4 separate regions of the Mus musculus genome follow, and regions 2, 3 and 4 are each linked to region 1. A link is a contact called in public HiChIP or PLAC-seq and promoter capture Hi-C data. All regions are on one chromosome and are shown on one strand. Each heading gives the region's core, a stretch centred on a gene start, on an enhancer-like site or on the middle of the called end of the contact. The rest is flanking DNA. Distances are from core to core; before and after follow the strand shown.

Region 1 (4,150 bases), core at 1,069-3,568:
ATTACCATGAAACCATAGGACAGAGGCTACCAGAGATCGTCTCAGATCAGAGGGTTACCAGAGAGGGAAACCGGAGATACACAGAGGAGCACACAGATGGATCAAAGAGAAGGTGAGATATACAGAACAGGGAGAAATATGAAGAGGAGACAGAGGATGCAGAAGCAGTGGCCTAAGAAGAGAGCAGTGGGCTTGGAGTCAAAGCACCCACATCAGGCTGGGCTGGCAAAATGGTAAAGATACTTGCTACCTCACACTTGATGATCTGAGTTTGATCCCAGGGAGTCACATGCTGCTCTGTTGTTCTCTGACCCATACATGAGTGTCATTATCTGTGCACGATCTCATACACACAAAATAAATGTAAACAAACAAACAGAATTTTAAGCACTCAGGTCCTAAACACTCCGTAACTGGTTAGTCATGTGACCTTAAACAAGTCATCACTCTATAGCAATTTTCTCTTCTAAAGAAAGATTAAATGGACACCCTCTGGGGATCTTTCTCTTACTGGCCTGGAGGGTTATGCTGAAGTCCCTCCAAGCAGGAAGAAATTCCAGTTCAGACTCAACAAGAAGCAGAGCAAAGGGAGGCTAGGCAAAGGCAAGGAAGGCAAGTGAGAAAGCTAGAGGTGTCAGGGCCACTGGGTGAGGACTTATAAGGGCAGAGAGAGCCAAGAGAGGAGGGATATTGGGGAGAGTGGAACAGCTAGCCAGAGAATGACTAAGGGGCTCCTGCGTAAACAGGAGCGAGGAATGGACAGGGAGGGTGCCTGTTTGAGTTGGCCAATGTTGGGGGATTGAGGAGGAGGAGGACCAAGGCAGGACACTATGTCCCCTGTCCCCCACCAAGGCTCCTGGGAGGATCTGAGTCACACACCTCCCTAGCTGTATACCTCCCCCCTTCCTCCCCAGCTCCTAAATCCTGGGAAAAAAATCTAAAAGTCTGGGCTGAGAAAGGAGAGGGCTGGATTCACACATGTGGGACCCAAGCCTCACATGAATGTCTATAAACAGTAAATAAAAGTCCATTCTCCTCTTCACCTGGGTTCCCCCCCTGGCCAATCACACCAGAGGTTGACTTTGGGTACTGCTTGCCTCAGATCCTGACCCACAGATTCCTTATGTTTCCCACCTGACGAAGGGTCAGGACCTGCAGATGTGAAAGTGGAATGGAGCCAGGGTTAGGCTGTAGTCTGTTCAGCTGGCCTCTCTCTGGGGCTGCAATTGGCCCTGGAGATCTGCTTTTGAAGATCTAGCTGGGTGACTGAGGACAGAAAGCAGAGTAAGAGTAACAGATGAGAGGAAGCATGCAGCAGGAAAAAAAAAAAAATGACTCTGGGATTTTTATTCAGCATCCCCTCAGGCCACAACGGGTCAAAAGAGAAGGGCAAGAAGAGGGCAGGATTTTACTCTGTGGGCCTTATTCTGAAAGGGGAGAAGTCCTGGAGGAAAAAGGCTGAGAAGGGAGTAGAAAGCAAAGGGGATTAGGGGAGACTGTAGGCCTCTCTCCCCTCCCCCCAGACTAAGATAAAGACCAGAATCCTGAAAGGTGATCTCATCACACACAGCCTGAGCTAGGGGCTAACAAGGTACCTTCACTTACTACCACCCCTTCCTCTACTTACACAAATAATGCAAGTGTCTTGGGTTTCAGATGGCCAACAGAAGCTGAAAGTTGGTTCCCTTTGAAGACTCCCCACCACCACCATCACAACTGCTACCCATCACTTATCTTTCTGGGGCTTATCCAGGAAATCAGGCAATCTGATGAAGGAACTGAATTGAGAGGTTGGCCACTTGGTCAGGTATCAAATCCAAGAAAGGGCCAGAACAGAGACTTCCAAACCCAACGTTAGCAAATAAAGCCCAATGCTCCTGTGTCAGAGACCCCAAAAGTCCTATGCTTTCCACTCTATCAGCTTGGGGAGGGGCAGCCGCGGAATTCCCGAGGCCAACGAAGCTACCCCAGGAGGCTGTCTGGGGAGCGTTCAGTGACTGGGCTGCAGAGTCCCAATCTAGCTGGCCAGAACCCAGGCACCCAGTGGCCCCGGAAGGCAAGGGGAATCCCTGTTGGCCGGACGCCAGAGGAGTCCCCTGTCTCTCGACCCCAAAGTTTTTTTCCTGAAGAAATGAGGGAGACACACACACACAATATTCAGGCTCCCTCCGCCCCCCAGAGGTGATTCCTTTCCTCATTAGGAAATTTTCTGCTCCCTTTTCCGACTACTTTTCCGAGCGTTTACGTTGTACATCTGGAAAGGAGGGGGAGGGAGGAGGGGGAAGCGGAGAGGAGGGCGAAGAACCCAAGCCCGCCCAGTCTGAGCCAGGCCAGACCACCGGCCTCCAGCTGGGGCCGGAGCCAGGGTTCAGAGGTGCGGCCCCCCACGCCCCTTCGGGTGCGGGGCGCGGCCTCGGCGTCCCCGGGACCCAGGAATGCCCCCCCGCCAGCCGGCCCGGCGGCCGGGGGGAGGGCCCAGCCGGGAGTTTGGCAAACTCCTCCCCGCGTTGAGTCATTCGCCTCTGGGAGGTTTAGGAAGCGGCTCCGGGTCGGTGGCCCCAGGACAGGGAAGAGCGGGCACTATGGGGAGCTGGACGCCACGGTCGCCTCGATCTCCTCTCCACGCGGTGCTGCTGCGCTGGGGGCCCCGACGCCTACCGCCGCTGCTGCCTCTGCTGCTGCTACTGTGGCCGCCACCACTCCAGGTTGGGGGCTTCAACCTAGACGCGGAGGCCCCGGCGGTGCTCTCCGGGCCCCCCGGCTCCCTTTTTGGCTTCTCCGTGGAGTTTTACCGGCCGGGAAGGGACGGGTGAGTGGCGAGGTTGGCGGCGGGAAGCGGGCAGGGGGCCACCTGGAAACTGGGGGCGCGCCGAGGACTGGAAGCGACCAGGACTTGAGTTGGAGGGCGGAGTTTGGAAAGACCAAGACTTGAGTTGGGGGCCCAAGCTAGAATTGGGGGCCCGCGCTGCAGCAGGGAGGGACCGTGGCCGACGTGGAGTGTGAGATCGGTGTCGAAACTTGTGTGGCATGAGGAGAGGACCCGAATCTAGAAGCTGGAGAAGTACAGGCAGGGTCTAAGGGCCAACCGGGAGGAGAGGGCGCAGAAAGCTTAGGGTCTCTGGCGATCTGTGGGCTGCGGGAGACCTGTGGCGGGTGGGAGTCGAGGGGGGTGCGGAGGCCGGGCAGGGCCTTAGGAGGCAGTGGAAGAACCTCGAGATCCTCGGTGGGGCTATTGAGAGGGTTGGAGCTGGGTAAGCGTGTGCCGTAAGAGGAAAGACAGACTGAGAGGGTCGGAAGGTTATGTGGGGGCCAGTCTCATCCTCCCCTCCCCCATCAACTCAGACTCGGGAAAGACCCGGGAGGAAGACGAAGGCTCCCTCCCCTTTCTCCTCATTCTCCTGAATTGCCTCCCACCCCCAGTCTCTTCAGGCGAAGAGATCCAAGAACTTGGGGAGAATCCCAGAACCCTGGCACTGGGGGTACTAGGGCTAGTGGCCGGATCAATCCAGGGCGGTGCACGGATGTGTCGGGAGGGGTGTGAGTGCGCGCGCCTGAAGGGGGGTGGGCGGTTTCCCTCTTGCTCTAGCTCTTGGGAGGAAGAGAAAAGCTGATTTCCTGTAGCTTGTCGGCTGTAGTAGAACTCAGACTTCTGGGACTAGGGTCGGAAGCTGAGAAAGATATAGGCTCTCTGGGCCCAAGAGCATCAGAACGAAGGTTCCTGAAAATCTCTATGGAGAATCCTTATTTCCGGGTAGTAAGCAGACCTAGACTGGTGCCCAGAGGCTTGGGAAAATTAGAGGCCACATTGAAACAAACGTGTTTGTTTAAATAAGGAGAGGAGGTCTGGAAGTAAGAGAAAAGTGACGGTCCCAACTGCTGGGCTAAGGGACCCCAGATGCCATATTCCTGAACCCCTTTGATGACAGCAGTAGGTGTTTCTCCACCTACTAGCTCTGAGCCTCTCTCTGCCCATGGCAGCACCTACACCGACCCTGGGATCTTAGGGCTTGATTGGACCTTTGTCAGAAGTCATCTGATTTTAGCTGTTATTTAATTAGGGGGCTGGGGGTGGGATTAACTCTAGCTAATTTGGTTGGGGAAGGGACAGTTTTTTTAACTTTATCTGAGGGACTTAGGGATGGAAAAACAG
Region 2 (4,150 bases), core at 734-3,233, 430 kb after region 1:
CTCCTGGGCTTCTGCCTTCTCCGGCTAGGTTAGGTTTGTTCCCTTTTCTCGGGGACCCGCAGGGCCTGCTGAGTGTGTGTGTGTGTGTGTGTGTGTGTGTGTGTGTGTGTGTGTGTATGTGTGTGTGTGTGTGTGTGTGCAGGAGGGAACCACGAACAAAATAGACAAGAGACGTCCGGGAAGGGCCTGCCAGAAGGCCTGGCGTTGTAAGCGGGACTATGTCCCAGGCTGCGCCCCCTCTTGCTCCACCAAGGCAAGCTTAGTCTGGGGCTAGCACGCTTGTCCTGCTCCCTAGAAGAAGGAGAGAGCTTGCTCCCTCAGCAGAAGTCTTTTCTTTTTCATTCTCCGGTTCTGGAACCAAATCTTGACCTGCTGATCACTAAGATTCAAGCGGTCCGAGAGTTCCCTCCGACGCTGGCGTGTGATGAACTCGTTGACCAGAAACTCGCCCTCCAGCTCAGCCAGCTGCAACTTCGAATACGGCTTGCGCTTCTTTCGCGAGCGGCTGTGGATCGGGTACCAGGGCGCGCCTGGGTGGAGATGAACCGCAGGGTTGGCTAGAGGATCAGGGGGTGACTAGCTCAGTGCCCTGGGCCCTTTCCCAGACCCTTTCACCCTAGCCCCACACCCAGACCAGGTCATTCCTTTCGCTTCTCATCCTGAAAATGTTTACCCAGACCATCCTCACCAAACCATCACCAAAACATCCTGTTTTCACTCTATGCCTCAACACTACCTTCCATAGTAGTATACACATCTTTTTATGTTCCTACCTCAATTCTTCCAAACTATCTTTTATTATTATTATTATTATTATTACTACTACTACTACTCCCACCCCCACCCCCACCAGTACCACCATCATTATCATTATTATTATTAAATTTTCCTGACCCTTACAACTTCTGGAACTACAGATCCCATCAGTTAGGAAAGTTGTGGGCGGGTGGTGAAGAGTAAATCATGTTGATTGCGTTTCTTAAAATAAGAACTGTGAGAAACGGGGGCCTATGGCTAAGCAGAAGGAAAGGCAACCTGAAAAATAGGAATGGAATCTCCTTCTCCACCTCTTTACTCTTAGGCTTGGGGAAGTCCCCGTCAGAATCCCTGTACTCTGGAGCTCCCTGACCCCTACAGCCACTAGGAGCGGAAAAAGGAAATCTCTCCAGGTCTTTTATGGGGATATTTACATGTTTATAGGGTCCCCCCCCCACACACACACTTCTTTTTAAAAGAAGCCCTAGCTCACAACACATTCTGTCACCCTAGGCAGTTCCAGCTCAGGCCTCCCCTGCCTAAACTAGCAAGACGTCCTGTCAGAGTAAGCATCACAAGTGGGCTGGGGTCCTTACCGCTGGCTGAGAGCCCGCCGCCTGGGTTCAACGGCGAAACCAGAGAGCCAGGGTCACCAGCGCTGGCGCTCTTATTGCCCTCGTTGAGTAGGGACGAACTGGAGTCGGATTCCAGTGACTGGCACGAGGGTGGATCGTGGGGGGGTCCCGTGCTGCCGTCGCCACCGCCGCCGCTCGCCGTGTAGTCGTACTTGAAGCCGAGCGCAGGTGGCCCCGACGGCTCCAGCTGCAGTAGCGCTGCCCCGGGTCCCGCTCCGGGTTCGCGCCCGCGCTCCTCCCGCTTTAGGCCCCCGCCGCCGCCCTCAGCGCAGGGTTCTCGGTAGTAACCCTTGCTATCCTCCACGCGAGCCAACTCGCACGTGCGGCCGAAAGGCGGGTTGAGAGACACGGGACTGCCGAGATAGGGCTGTGGGTAGCCATTGCACGGCTCGGCCGACGGCCAAGGCAGCGAGCACACGTTGTCGCGGCGTGGGTAGGACAGCGAAGGCAGCCCCGGGAGTTGTGCCCCTGACGCGCGGAAGTTGGGGAAGTAGAAGGTGTCTCCTGTGTGGATATTCACCAGCGGCCCCACAAACCCAGGATTCAGGAGATTATGCTCGCCCATTTCCGCGGGGCCCGACCGGCTGCTTCTACTTTATTGCTATCTGACATTAAACATAGTTAAACCTGCACCAGCCACCCATTGGCCGCTCTACTCACGTGGGCGCTACCGCCAGGGGGAGGGGTGGGGACAACCGAACCCCCCACCCACATTCCCCGCACCAACTCTACTTCCCCCTTCCCCAATCCTGGGTGGAGATGGGGGAGCGAAAGGCAGGAACAGATTTATTCGTAGGATTCTGGTTTTTAAAAAGTCATATAAAACCTTAACGCAGACGGGGAAGCGATCGCTCGACGCGGGGCAAAACCAAAAAAAAAAAAAAAAAAAAAAAAAAAAAAAATAGCGCCACCAAAAATATCCGCACATACACACCTCTGCACCCTGCACCCCTCCCCAGATGTATTATCTTATCACCAACAGCTGGCCGAGCACAGCCCGTCCCTCTTTAATTAGCTCCTTTATTAACTAAAACCGTTGGAATTTACAATATCTCCCCAATAAATTACTATTAGATATTGTGTCATATAAAGTTTACTGGCTGTTTAAGGAGACGGATGAGCCCTTTGGCTCAGGGTTTATTTACAGTAGAGGCGAAGTGGGGGTGAGAACAGGTTTTCCTGCAGCTATCTCTCAGCCCTGCCAGCGCTGCGCTGCTGCGTTGTCTCCATTGCATTTTCTTCTAGGGGTATGAAAAGATACTTGAGGTTCTTTCACTCGAGAAAGGTGTAGAGGGGGATTGATCATTCTATCTCTTCTGTACCCCTAACTAACCTTAGCCTCCACTAAGGTTCCATCAGTAGAGGAAGAACCGAAGGCAGAGAGAAGAGCAAATGAAGGTGCTGAGTTTGGTGCGGACCTATTTTCCTGCTCTTGAAAATCTAGGGGTGGCTTGAACTGCTTTTCGGCTGTGACTTCTAGGTACTGGGAGCTTCTAAGAATCTCCTCATCTTTATGACAGGAGGCTGTCAGCCCCAGCAGAAACTGGCTGGCCCAAATGATTACATATTCTACAGCAAAGGAGATTACCCTACAACCTGCAGGCTGACTGTGGGGCCAGTATGGAGCAGCGGCCAGGGGTGAGTTGCCTTCTGAGGTGGGACAAGAGTGAGGGGAAAATCCGGAGAAGTATCCTGTTGAGAACTCAAATTTTTATTTATGATGCTTCTTCTAGAGAAGGATGGGAACCTAGCACTGGCTGTTGATTATAATGAACATCTGCAAGTCAACATTGGGATTCCCAACTGGGGCACCGGTAGACCAGCTCACCAAGAGAAGAACCAGCTCAAATACATTTTTATTAGGGTTATAGCAAAGAGACACTCACCATCTCTGATTATTTTGAGCTTTAGCTGTCCAAGGTTGAATAAACAGTTTGACAACGTATACATATTAAAACGATTGTGACGATTTTTATCAGAGAATTGCACACACTTGCACACACACGCGCGCGCGCGCACACACACACACACACACACAGAGAGAGAGAGAGAGAGAGAGAGAGAGAGAATATGAACGAACGTAGGTGATAGTTAAATATCTGGAAAATAGCCTACGCTACAAAACGCAGACAGAATCACAGGAGATTCTAGTTTCCCTTTTCTTTCTCCCGCCCCTCTCTCCTCTACAGGACGCGGCGGAAAGAAAAGCAGATTCTTTGAATTCCACCGCTCCCGGAGCGAATTCATATCCCAAACCATAGCTGCTCATTCCGACAGAAATGTGTCCCCGCGGGCGCCGCCCTGCCCCGCGCAGCTAGCAGCCCGCAGCTTGGCGCCCGCCCCTTGCCCCGCTTGGCCGGTTCTCCTTCCTCAGCTCGAGCCTTCCTGGCAGCCCGCTTGGTCCCACCCGCCTCCAGGAGCCCGCCCAGCTCCAGACCCACTCTGGAACCTCGGAGGTCTTGTCCGTGGGACGCCAGCCTCTGCAGTCAACCTTCACTCAGAACCAGAAGACCCTACAGTGCCCCCCTCCCCTTTTTGTGCGTAATTGATTAAGGGGCTGTAAGGCTGCAGAGTATCTCTCAGCTACAAATAGCATGTCATACCATCGCTGAATTTCATTTATTTCTTCATTTTCAAGACTCATTGATTGCACATGAACATCTAGTTTTAAAAAATTATCTGGGAGTCATTTTGATCATAAAGATAAAGGCGATGTGATCTCAACATTACAGATTTCAATCAGCACATTACGCTTGGCA
Region 3 (4,150 bases), core at 712-3,211, 410 kb after region 1:
TGCGGGTGCGGGGGGCGTCTGGAGGGAGGGGAAGGGCAAGTGCGAGGAGAGGGGAAAGAGACACGTGAGACCCCGGGAGACCCCAGCCAACCCAGTCGCTGAAAGCTCAGCTACACAGCTCCCAGTCCCGCTGCCGGGCAGCCCTCCCTCTAGGCCGGCGGCTCCTCTTCCGTATCCGCTGCGCTGGGGCAAGCCTTGATCCCACCGCCAGGTTCACTGAGAACCTAGTTCCCCCTGCCCCTCAGGCCAGAGCCCTAGCTGACAAGGTCTGAGGGTGGAGGAAAGCCTGCCTGAGCCACGTGCTTTCCCTGGGGTGCTCTGTCTGCTCCTGGTCGCTGCCCTTGCCCTTTCCAAGCCGCCCTCCTAATGCTTCTGCAAATCCAGGATCCCTTCCTCCAGAAATCGGAGGGAACCGCGGAGAATCGGCGCGAAGGAGTGAGATCAGGAGAGAGCAGTGAGGAATCGGGAGCAAACTAGCCCGTAGAGGTAGCAGGACACCTACGAGCCTCCTGTGGTGCCCTGGCGCCCTGGGACACCCAGCCGCTTGCCTGCCCCAGGCTTGCGTACAGTCAGGCTGGGCCTACCCAGAGAGAGGCCTCGGACCCTGGAGAGCCACCGCTACCTTCCCCTGCAGAGCAAGGGAATCTCTGATTCTTTCCCCACTCTCCTGCCACCGCCAAACCCCGGCTTGCCCCGGTTTCTTCTCAAAGACCCGCGAACACGTAATTTGAACATTTTTAAAAGTCGTTTTAAAAAGAAGAGGAGCGGCCTTGGAGAGCTTCCCTGGACTCCAGTTCTGCCGCGTCGCTTCTGTTCCTTACCTCTCCCCTTCTCTGGATTTCTCCCAGTCTGTCCCTCGCCCTCCCCTTTCCCCCTCCACCCCTCCCCTCCCTCCCAACCCCCCAGCAGTCCGACTCCCCATCCTTTCTTAAACGCTCCTCTAAGTTCACGATCAAAGTTAATATCGCCCGCAATGGTGGCACTTTTAAAAATTTCACAGACCGAGGGAGATAACGGAGGAGGGGGGCTCACCCGGCTTTTCCAAAGAGCCCCTTTCCCTCCCTCCCCACCCCTTCTCCATCGTAAAAAGTCGAGTCGTTGGGAGAGAGGGCTTTGTAGGTTATAATAAAATCCTTTGAATGCTTATAAAACTCCACATAAAATCAGACTGACCCAAAACACGAGGCTGTCCGCGCTCCCCTGCCCCCCCCCACTACTCCAGCCCTCCCTCTCCGCTCCCTCCCTCGCTGCCCTCGGGTTCCCGGCCGCTGCTACCTACTGGGGGCGGCTCCCTTGGCCGGCTCCTTGGTCGCCGAGTGGGAAGAACCGGACGAGCTGGGATTCGTGTTCTCCTCCTCGGCCTCGGCCTCAGCACCGGCCTCTGCCCGGGACGCAAGTCCCGAGGCGGGGGGCGCCTCAGGCTCCCCCTTGGCCTCGCCCTTGCCGGAGCAGGGGGGCTCGGCGGGCGCATCTCCCCCACCGCAGTAGGCGTTGTCGAAGAAGCGGTCGAAAGCTTGGGGCAAGACGCTGTTCTTGTTGACTGAGGAGTAGAAGCCGGCGGGGGCCGCGTGCGGGGCGCTGGGGTGGTGGTGGCCGCCGTAGGAGCCTTCATTTTTCATGAGGATCTCAGTGACTGTGGAAGGAGGCAGGCACTCCCGGTGCATAAGCTCGTCGGCCGCCGCATAACAAGACGAGTAGCTGTTCCGATGGTGCCACTTCCCGGACGGTTCCAGGCCGTAGGAGACCTCCCGGACCGGGGGCACTTGGGCTGAGTAGGGATAAGAAATCTGACGAGAGGGAGCCTGGGGTAGGAAGGAAGAGACGGTGGAGAACTCAGGCACGTAGTAAGTGCAACTGGGCAGATAGAGGTTGGAGGTGCAGCTCCCTCGTTCGCCGAAGTCAGCGCCCCTCTCCTTGCGCGAAGGCGAGCAGAAGTTGCCCAGGTTGACCGAGTTAAACATCGTTCTCTTCTCCTGCCTCCTCCGGCTGGAGGTTTTGGACCCGATCTAGCGAGGGGGGAAATTTTGGGAAGGCGAGATGACGCGTTATCCGTCTTAGTCTCTCTCCCCGAGCACGTGATCCAAAGTAGATATTGTCATATATCAGTTCGGAGCACTTCGCAGACGTAGGAGGGGTTCTCTCTTAGGTAAGATCGGGGACGTTCAGGCGATTGGTTTGCAAACACCGCAGAAACATTATGAAAATCAATTGCAGATTTGTATTCGTTTTTCTCTCGTCACTCCCCTCCTCTCCATTCCACAGAGCGAGAAAAGGAGGAGAGAGAGAGAGGGTTGGGGTGGGGTGGGCGGTGGGATGGGCGGGGGCGGTGGCTGGGAGGGGGTAATTGTATTTTTTTTTAACTGCTGTTCTTTTCCCCCCTAGGATTGGGGGAAGGAGAAGGGTTTTCCGTTTCGGGGTCTTGGTCCCCTCCTTATGACAAGCTGGGGGGCGGGGGGTAAAAGAAAGGGTCTTTTCCTGCCTGATTTCCCCGGAAATATTGGATGCTTCCCAACAAGTTTCAGGGACTCTTAACCCTCTACCTGAAGAATCAGAGCTTGTTCATAAGAAGTCCTTTATATTACTTTCCTGACCAGAATAAGGTGCGCTCCCTTATAGGACAGGCTCCCAGGAAGAGTATCTGAAGTTTCCCAAAGGTGAGGCAGCCCAGCTATGAGCCAGTGTCCCAACTTTGTCTAGCTTGCTGTGCTGCCGCTGGCTAGGGACTCCTATTAGTCATAAACCAGTGGTGAGCAGTGCGCCAGCCGCCCAGCCGGTGCCTGGCGAAGTCTGGGAAAAACCTTCTCTAATGTTGTGTTAAATATTTAGTATGAGAGAGTGGCCCTGGGTGAATATTTCATGCCTGCCTTTATTGTCAATCAATGTGCAGAAAGCTACATTCACTGTGGATTTTAAAATCCCAAACCCCAAAGAAAAAGATTTAGAGTGAGAGTCATCTATCTTCTCTATCTGGGGCCCTTCGGGTTGGGAGCTCAGCTTCAGCTAATAGGCTGAAAAGAAGGCTGGCAATAAGGTCCAGGCAGGATGTATGCTAAGGGAACTACATTTGGAGAGGTTTTTTTTTTTTTAATGATTTGGGGAGCTTAGGTGGGTAGAGGTGTCTATCTCTAATACCAATCAAAAAGTAGGCAGGGTAGGGCCTGAAGTCCCCAGCCTCTTTCACTCCTATTTCTTCTCTACATCTCAGTCCAACCCTGCCCTTCTCCAAGTCTATAAACCCTCCTTGCTGGACCGCTGTGTCCATAGGGGAATACTCAATGACTCCTTAAACCTCCAGTCCCTTTGGCTATTACAACATACATCTGGGCATCTGAATATAACTTTATGGAAATGTTCTGGGCTGGATCCATGGTGCCCAAACAACTGGCACAAACAGAAAGCAGCAGTAACCTTGGTCCTAAGAAGGAGCTGTCAGGACATAACATTTTAGAAAAGAGCAACTCAACCCTGTACTCTTAGACAAAACCAAAGGTAGTCTAAACCATTCCCCCACCCTCAGGGCCGCCTTCAGATTGGTTTTCCCGCTTTAAAGTGTATTTAATTTGATTTTCTTTGTTGAAGGATGAATCACTGAAAGCCCCAGTCAGACAGGAAAGACAGAAATGGCTAGCTTATTTCCAAATATATCTTCCCAAATCCATTTTTCCTCAACTTTTCTACCTGCCCACATTTACTCAGACTTTACAACAATACTTCGGTGAAATCTGCCTCCACCATAGTCACCTTCTCTGTGTGGGTGGGTGAGTGGGGATGTCTCCAATATTGTAGAAGAGACTTCCAGTGCTTCCCTATGTTTGCACTTAATGATAGGCATTGCTTCTTGTGCTTTTTAGTCCTGGCCAGATCATAACTGAAGGTAAATAACTAGATTGGGGGCATTTCTGTAGAGAAGGGACCAGAAACAGAAGATTCTGTTGCAGTTCCCCTTTCCTTTAGTCTTTTTTATAGGAGGAGCTGGGGGCAACGTTTTTAATTATAATGGTGGTGAACAACGGACTGGGGCTTTTATGGGGTTTGCGTTGACCTCATCAAACTTGCGTTTACTGGAGGCAAAATGCTCCCCAAACAGTCATAGAAGCCAGCAAGAAGAAGGCCAGAGGTACCCCATCTCTTGCAGAGATGAGGGTGGTCT
Region 4 (4,150 bases), core at 711-3,210, 390 kb after region 1:
CGCTCCGGCGCGGCGGCCACTTCTGTCTGGACACAAAGGAGTAAGAGGCCTCCTTTCCATCCCCTCTGGGAGACCTGCTCCGGTGGGTATACTAGGCCTCTGGGACACCGAATCTGATATTAGCCTAGCAGTCACTCTGGCTGCTGGGGGCTGAGCTACATTCTAGTGAAAGAGGAAGAAATAGAAGAGGAAGGAAACATCATGCCTGCTCTTTCTCTGCATCTTCACTATACAACAGGGCCTGTCTGCCTTTACCTCAACGTTCTGAAACAGAAGTCCTTAAGGACCCTCTTCTATTTGGAAAAGCTCTTCTTATAGGCATCTTGACTGTAATGAGAGTCTCTTCTCCCCTTCTCCTTTTGAACACTGCCTTCTTTTCAACTCCTGGGCAGCCTGCACTCCCAGCTTGCCTACCCTGCAGAGGCTGTGGCAGCTGGGTAGTCAGGGGTACCATACAGGGATTCCTGCTGTCCTCAAATCCCCCAGGAAGCAGGAGAGAGACTGTTGCCTTTCCTTCCTTTTGGAAGCAAGAACTCTAGACCCTCCCCACTCAGAAGTCAGCACAGCTGTGGACCAGAAAGCAGGCCTTGCCCACAGGCCCCTCCTTACCAATGTCCCATTCTATTATGCCTCCTAGAAAGAGGTAGCCTAAAGGAAGGGGTCTGATAAGAGACTGGGAGTCCAGAGGACACTAGGCCCAGGTCCTTCATATAGGTTGTGACTCTCATGTTTCACATTTAAAAGCTAGCAGGTCAGGACTGTGAAGTGGACTTTCAAGTTTTCCCTAAATCTAGGCTTGTAGATATGGAGGGCAAAGACATGGATGCGAAGAAGCAAGGTCTCATCTTGGGGATTCAGTTACTCCCACTGAATCTCCTATTTTATTCTAAGACTTTCTCTCATTTACCCAACTCCTTTCAATTGTTCTTAGCATCAATGGGGCAACCTGAGAGACTTGAGGAAACTGGGAGTCACTGCTGGAAAGGGAGGAAGAAAGCCCAGTTCTAGCTGACTATTCTGTATTCACCTTACACCCCCAACAGATTCCAGTGGGCACAGGAGAGGAGTCCCCTGAAGGGGGATGGGCAAACCTCTATCACCTCAAACCTGGGCAACTGAGAAAACAGCCAAGCTAGCACTGTGGGAAGGACAGACAAACAGATAGGTTAGAGTCATCCTCCTCCCTCCCCCTACCGCGTGTCTCCCTTTTAATGATTTAAATTCCCTCCGGTTCAATCCACACCGTCAAGTTCGGATTAAATTTAAAACAGGCTTTCTTCTGTGCCCCCAGCGGGCCATCCCGGCCGCCGCAGGCAGAGAGCCCGCTCTCTGCTCCTCAGCACCCTCCCTGAACCGAGGAGGCCCTACTCCGTTTGCTTTCATTTTCCTTCTCCCCCTGAAATGGGCTCATTTCGTCCCTCCGCTGCCCTCTCGCCTTCCCCGCCCCCCTCCCTGGTTCCCTTCTAGTTCCCCCCCCATCTCTCCTGATCCCTCTTTGTTGGGAAAAACACACCCACACACAACTCCTCCTAGCTAAGGCCTGAGCTGGAAGCAGAAACTGAGTTCTCCTGCTTGCTGCGAGGAGAACTGCGTGCTACCCCCACCCAAGGTGGGTATCTGGGATCCCTGCCACCACACCAAGAGCCAGGCCCCCAAGCTCCGCAAGCGTGAAACCCCCAGGGCCTGTGAACGTGGCCCTCTCAACGCCATGGCCTGCCCGGCCTGCCTTTGCGCCGGCGCCCCCGCCCTGCCGCTCCGCAGCAAACGGGGTTATTTCCGGCTCCCCCAACACAGTCTGTTTTTCCAGCCTGGGGAGTGACTGGAGAGGTAGCCTCCCCAGAACCAGGGTTGCCCTGTGCTCTGATTCAATGGCTCTGAGCGCGTTGTTACCTGATCTTTTGTGTGATGTATGTATCGCAAGGAAATTTGCAGTGACTTTGGAGCCCAGACTGAGGAAGCGGAGGTGGCGAAAGGAGAGACAATAAGGGCTCGAAGTACAATTAAGGAGCCACAGCCGCGGGTCCCTCCCCGCCCTCCCTAACCGACTGGAGCTGTCTAGCTTCAAACATCAGGGCGACCCGCGAACCTAGAACCGGAAAACTCAGCCTGTGACCAAGGAGCCAAAGGACTACACATCCAGAAAAGAGGAAGAATGCTCCCTCCCAACCTGGGTTGTCGTAGCCAGCCCTGCCGAGTTTCAGAGAATCCAATGAATGAAAGTACACATTCCGACGACGAATTTTTCTGAGCCTTTGGAAGGAGTGCCCGGGTTTGGGAAGTCTCAGACAGACAGGCAAGCGGCGTCTCCCAATGCAGACAGACCACAACATGAGTGTGAGACTGAAATCATACACAGGTTGAACATCCCGAGGCCTCCTTTCCAGGCCTGGTGGGCGCCGATCTCCCTACCTTCTCTCCCGCCAGAACCTTAAGCAGAGGCCCGGAAGACTTGGTACCTTGGGCTTGGTGCAATACCGCCTCAGAAAGCCTCCTTTACCTGCTTCTTGGCTCCCCACGGCCACAGAGGCAGGGCAGCAGCCTCCCGCCCAGGGAGGGAAGCCCTGGCCACCGCAGCCGCCGCCACCCGCCCTCCTTCCCTCCCTCCCTCCTTCGCCCTCCCTCCCTCCCTCGCACGCTGCCGCTCGCGGGGCCCTCCCGCGGACAACCTGCTCTGGACCATATCCAGGTATCTCCGAAAGGAAAAAAAAAAGAAAAGAAAGAAAGAAAAGAAAAAAAGAACTGCGTATACGGGGAGGTGGGAACACATAACTGCATTTATTTTCATGCTCTAATCATTGGTTCGACCCTAGTTTAGTCTTCCCGGACACAGCCCATCAGCCGCAGAGATGTGCGGGGCCTACAGCCTCGCCCAAGCTGACCGCCGCGCCCCGCGCACAACACACTCCCTCAATACCCCTGGTTGCCGCGCCCCCGGCAGCCCAAACACCCAACAGACCTCAAGGTCCTTCCTACAGACTCAACATCCGGTTGCCTGGCTCGCCGCTGACCACAGACCAGGAGTCCACTCTACTCAGTCTGTGGTCGATGTTCACACACAATCCACCTTGTCCCTGCTCTTGTGCCCTGCCCGGACACCCTTCGGAGTCCAGCCATCCGCTGAGCTACACTTGGGCTAACCTCGTCCCCAGCAAGGACCCACACAAAGCTCTGTGCGCTAGTCTTCCCATTTATACTTCCCCTATCCCCGTTTGCCGCCTTCACGTCACCTGTTCTCAAGAAGGGCTGCATCTTCCAGCAAGTGAGCCGAAGCAAGGCCGACTGCTGGGGTGAGGTCCCAGAGAGACCACAGCGGATTAGCTGGGCTGAGCCTAAGCCCCCACTGCCGGCGAGACATCTCAGAGATCAGGGCTCTCCTTGGCGAGCTCTTGCCTTTTCCTCCTTCTCCCGCAAGTCTCAAACACGCGCCGAGAGTTCAGCTCTATAAATCCTGCTCCCCTTCCCCATATCATAATTAAAAAAAACCAGTAGGGGAGGTTTTAACTTTTATTGCGATTTCTAGAGTTGGGCTGCGGAGCATATATTAAGTTTACGCTTATGTGCTCTCGGCGGGGAGGGTCCTTTAAGAAATAAAAATCCATCTTAATATCCTCAGATGAGAGAGATAATTTTTTCCCTCCTTTTCACGCTGTTCCTTCTGAACACTCCCTTCCAGCGAAGCGAATAAATAATTACCATCGCCTTAGCCATGATCCACAGTCCCAGGGCCCCCAGGGTGGACTCTGACCATCAGACTGGTCCTCACCTTGGCCCTATGAGACCTTGCTCCACTTCTCCAGATCTAGGGAGAAGACTGCCCTGACCCCTGACTCTGTGGCCACCTCCTTTAAATCCATCATCTTTGAAATGGAAATAGGGGCAAAGTGACTCAAGGCACAGAAGCCCTGTATTGATAAATTTCGGTTCATCAGGGCCATTTCTCTAAGCCAAGAGCTCTTGAACACCTTGCTCCAGCCTGAGGCTCCCCTTACCCAAACTGGCTGTGTGCCTCAGAGACTCTGAAGTTAGAGACTATATGGGCTCCCAAACCAGGGGATTCCCTTATACATATCTTCCTTCACCAACTGGCCCGTCTTTCTGGAAACCTCCTCATTTCCCTGGGAGCCATAGAGATTTAAATACTTTTCTTCAC

The links. Promoter capture Hi-C pulls out the DNA fragments that hold promoters and counts their contacts. HiChIP or PLAC-seq counts read pairs in DNA pulled down with a chosen protein or histone mark.
Region 2: a contact with region 1 is called in an H3K4me3 HiChIP or PLAC-seq map of embryonic stem cells, with 8 times the contacts expected there. The contact joins the promoter of Hoxc12 here to the promoter of Itga5 in region 1. A contact is called at or near these places in 3 of 39 promoter capture datasets (cranial neural crest, maxillary cranial neural crest and stem cell-derived epiblast-like cells), 1 of 484 Hi-C or Micro-C datasets (embryonic stem cells), 2 of 115 datasets of contacts at active chromatin or transcription factors (both in embryonic stem cells) and 1 of 9 other capture datasets (adipose tissue).
Region 3: a promoter capture Hi-C map of frontonasal cranial neural crest shows a contact between it and region 1. The contact joins the promoter of Hoxc11 here to the promoter of Itga5 in region 1. A contact is called at or near these places in 3 of 39 promoter capture datasets (cranial neural crest, frontonasal cranial neural crest and stem cell-derived epiblast-like cells), 1 of 15 datasets of contacts at CTCF or cohesin (embryonic stem cells), 1 of 115 datasets of contacts at active chromatin or transcription factors (neural tube) and 1 of 9 other capture datasets (liver).
Region 4: a promoter capture Hi-C map of embryonic stem cells shows a contact between it and region 1, with 5 read pairs. The contact joins the promoter of Hoxc9 here to the promoter of Itga5 in region 1. A contact is called at or near these places in 2 of 39 promoter capture datasets (embryonic stem cells and hippocampal neurons), 1 of 15 datasets of contacts at CTCF or cohesin (embryonic stem cells), 3 of 115 datasets of contacts at active chromatin or transcription factors (embryonic stem cells, extraembryonic endoderm stem cells and neural tube) and 2 of 9 other capture datasets (embryonic stem cells and liver).

The regions. Positions count from the first base shown.
Region 1 is chr15:103,364,959-103,369,108 of GRCm38.p6, reverse strand. It overlaps Itga5 (integrin alpha 5 (fibronectin receptor alpha)), which reads left to right and starts at 2,318. Exons shown (of 30, transcript NM_010577.4): 1 at 2,318-2,809. The coding sequence starts at 2,583.
Region 2 is chr15:102,934,659-102,938,808 of GRCm38.p6, reverse strand. It overlaps Hoxc12 (homeobox C12), which reads right to left and starts at 1,983. Exons shown (of 2, transcript NM_010463.2): 1 at 1,353-1,983; 2 at 200-530. The coding sequence starts at 1,956. The coding sequence ends at 292.
Region 3 is chr15:102,952,337-102,956,486 of GRCm38.p6, reverse strand. It overlaps Hoxc11 (homeobox C11), which reads right to left and starts at 1,961. Exons shown (of 2, transcript NM_001024842.1): 1 at 1,280-1,961; 2 at 1-18. The coding sequence starts at 1,961.
Region 4 is chr15:102,974,842-102,978,991 of GRCm38.p6, reverse strand. It overlaps Hoxc9 (homeobox C9), which reads right to left and starts at 1,960. Exons shown (of 3, transcript NM_008272.3): 1 at 1,891-1,960.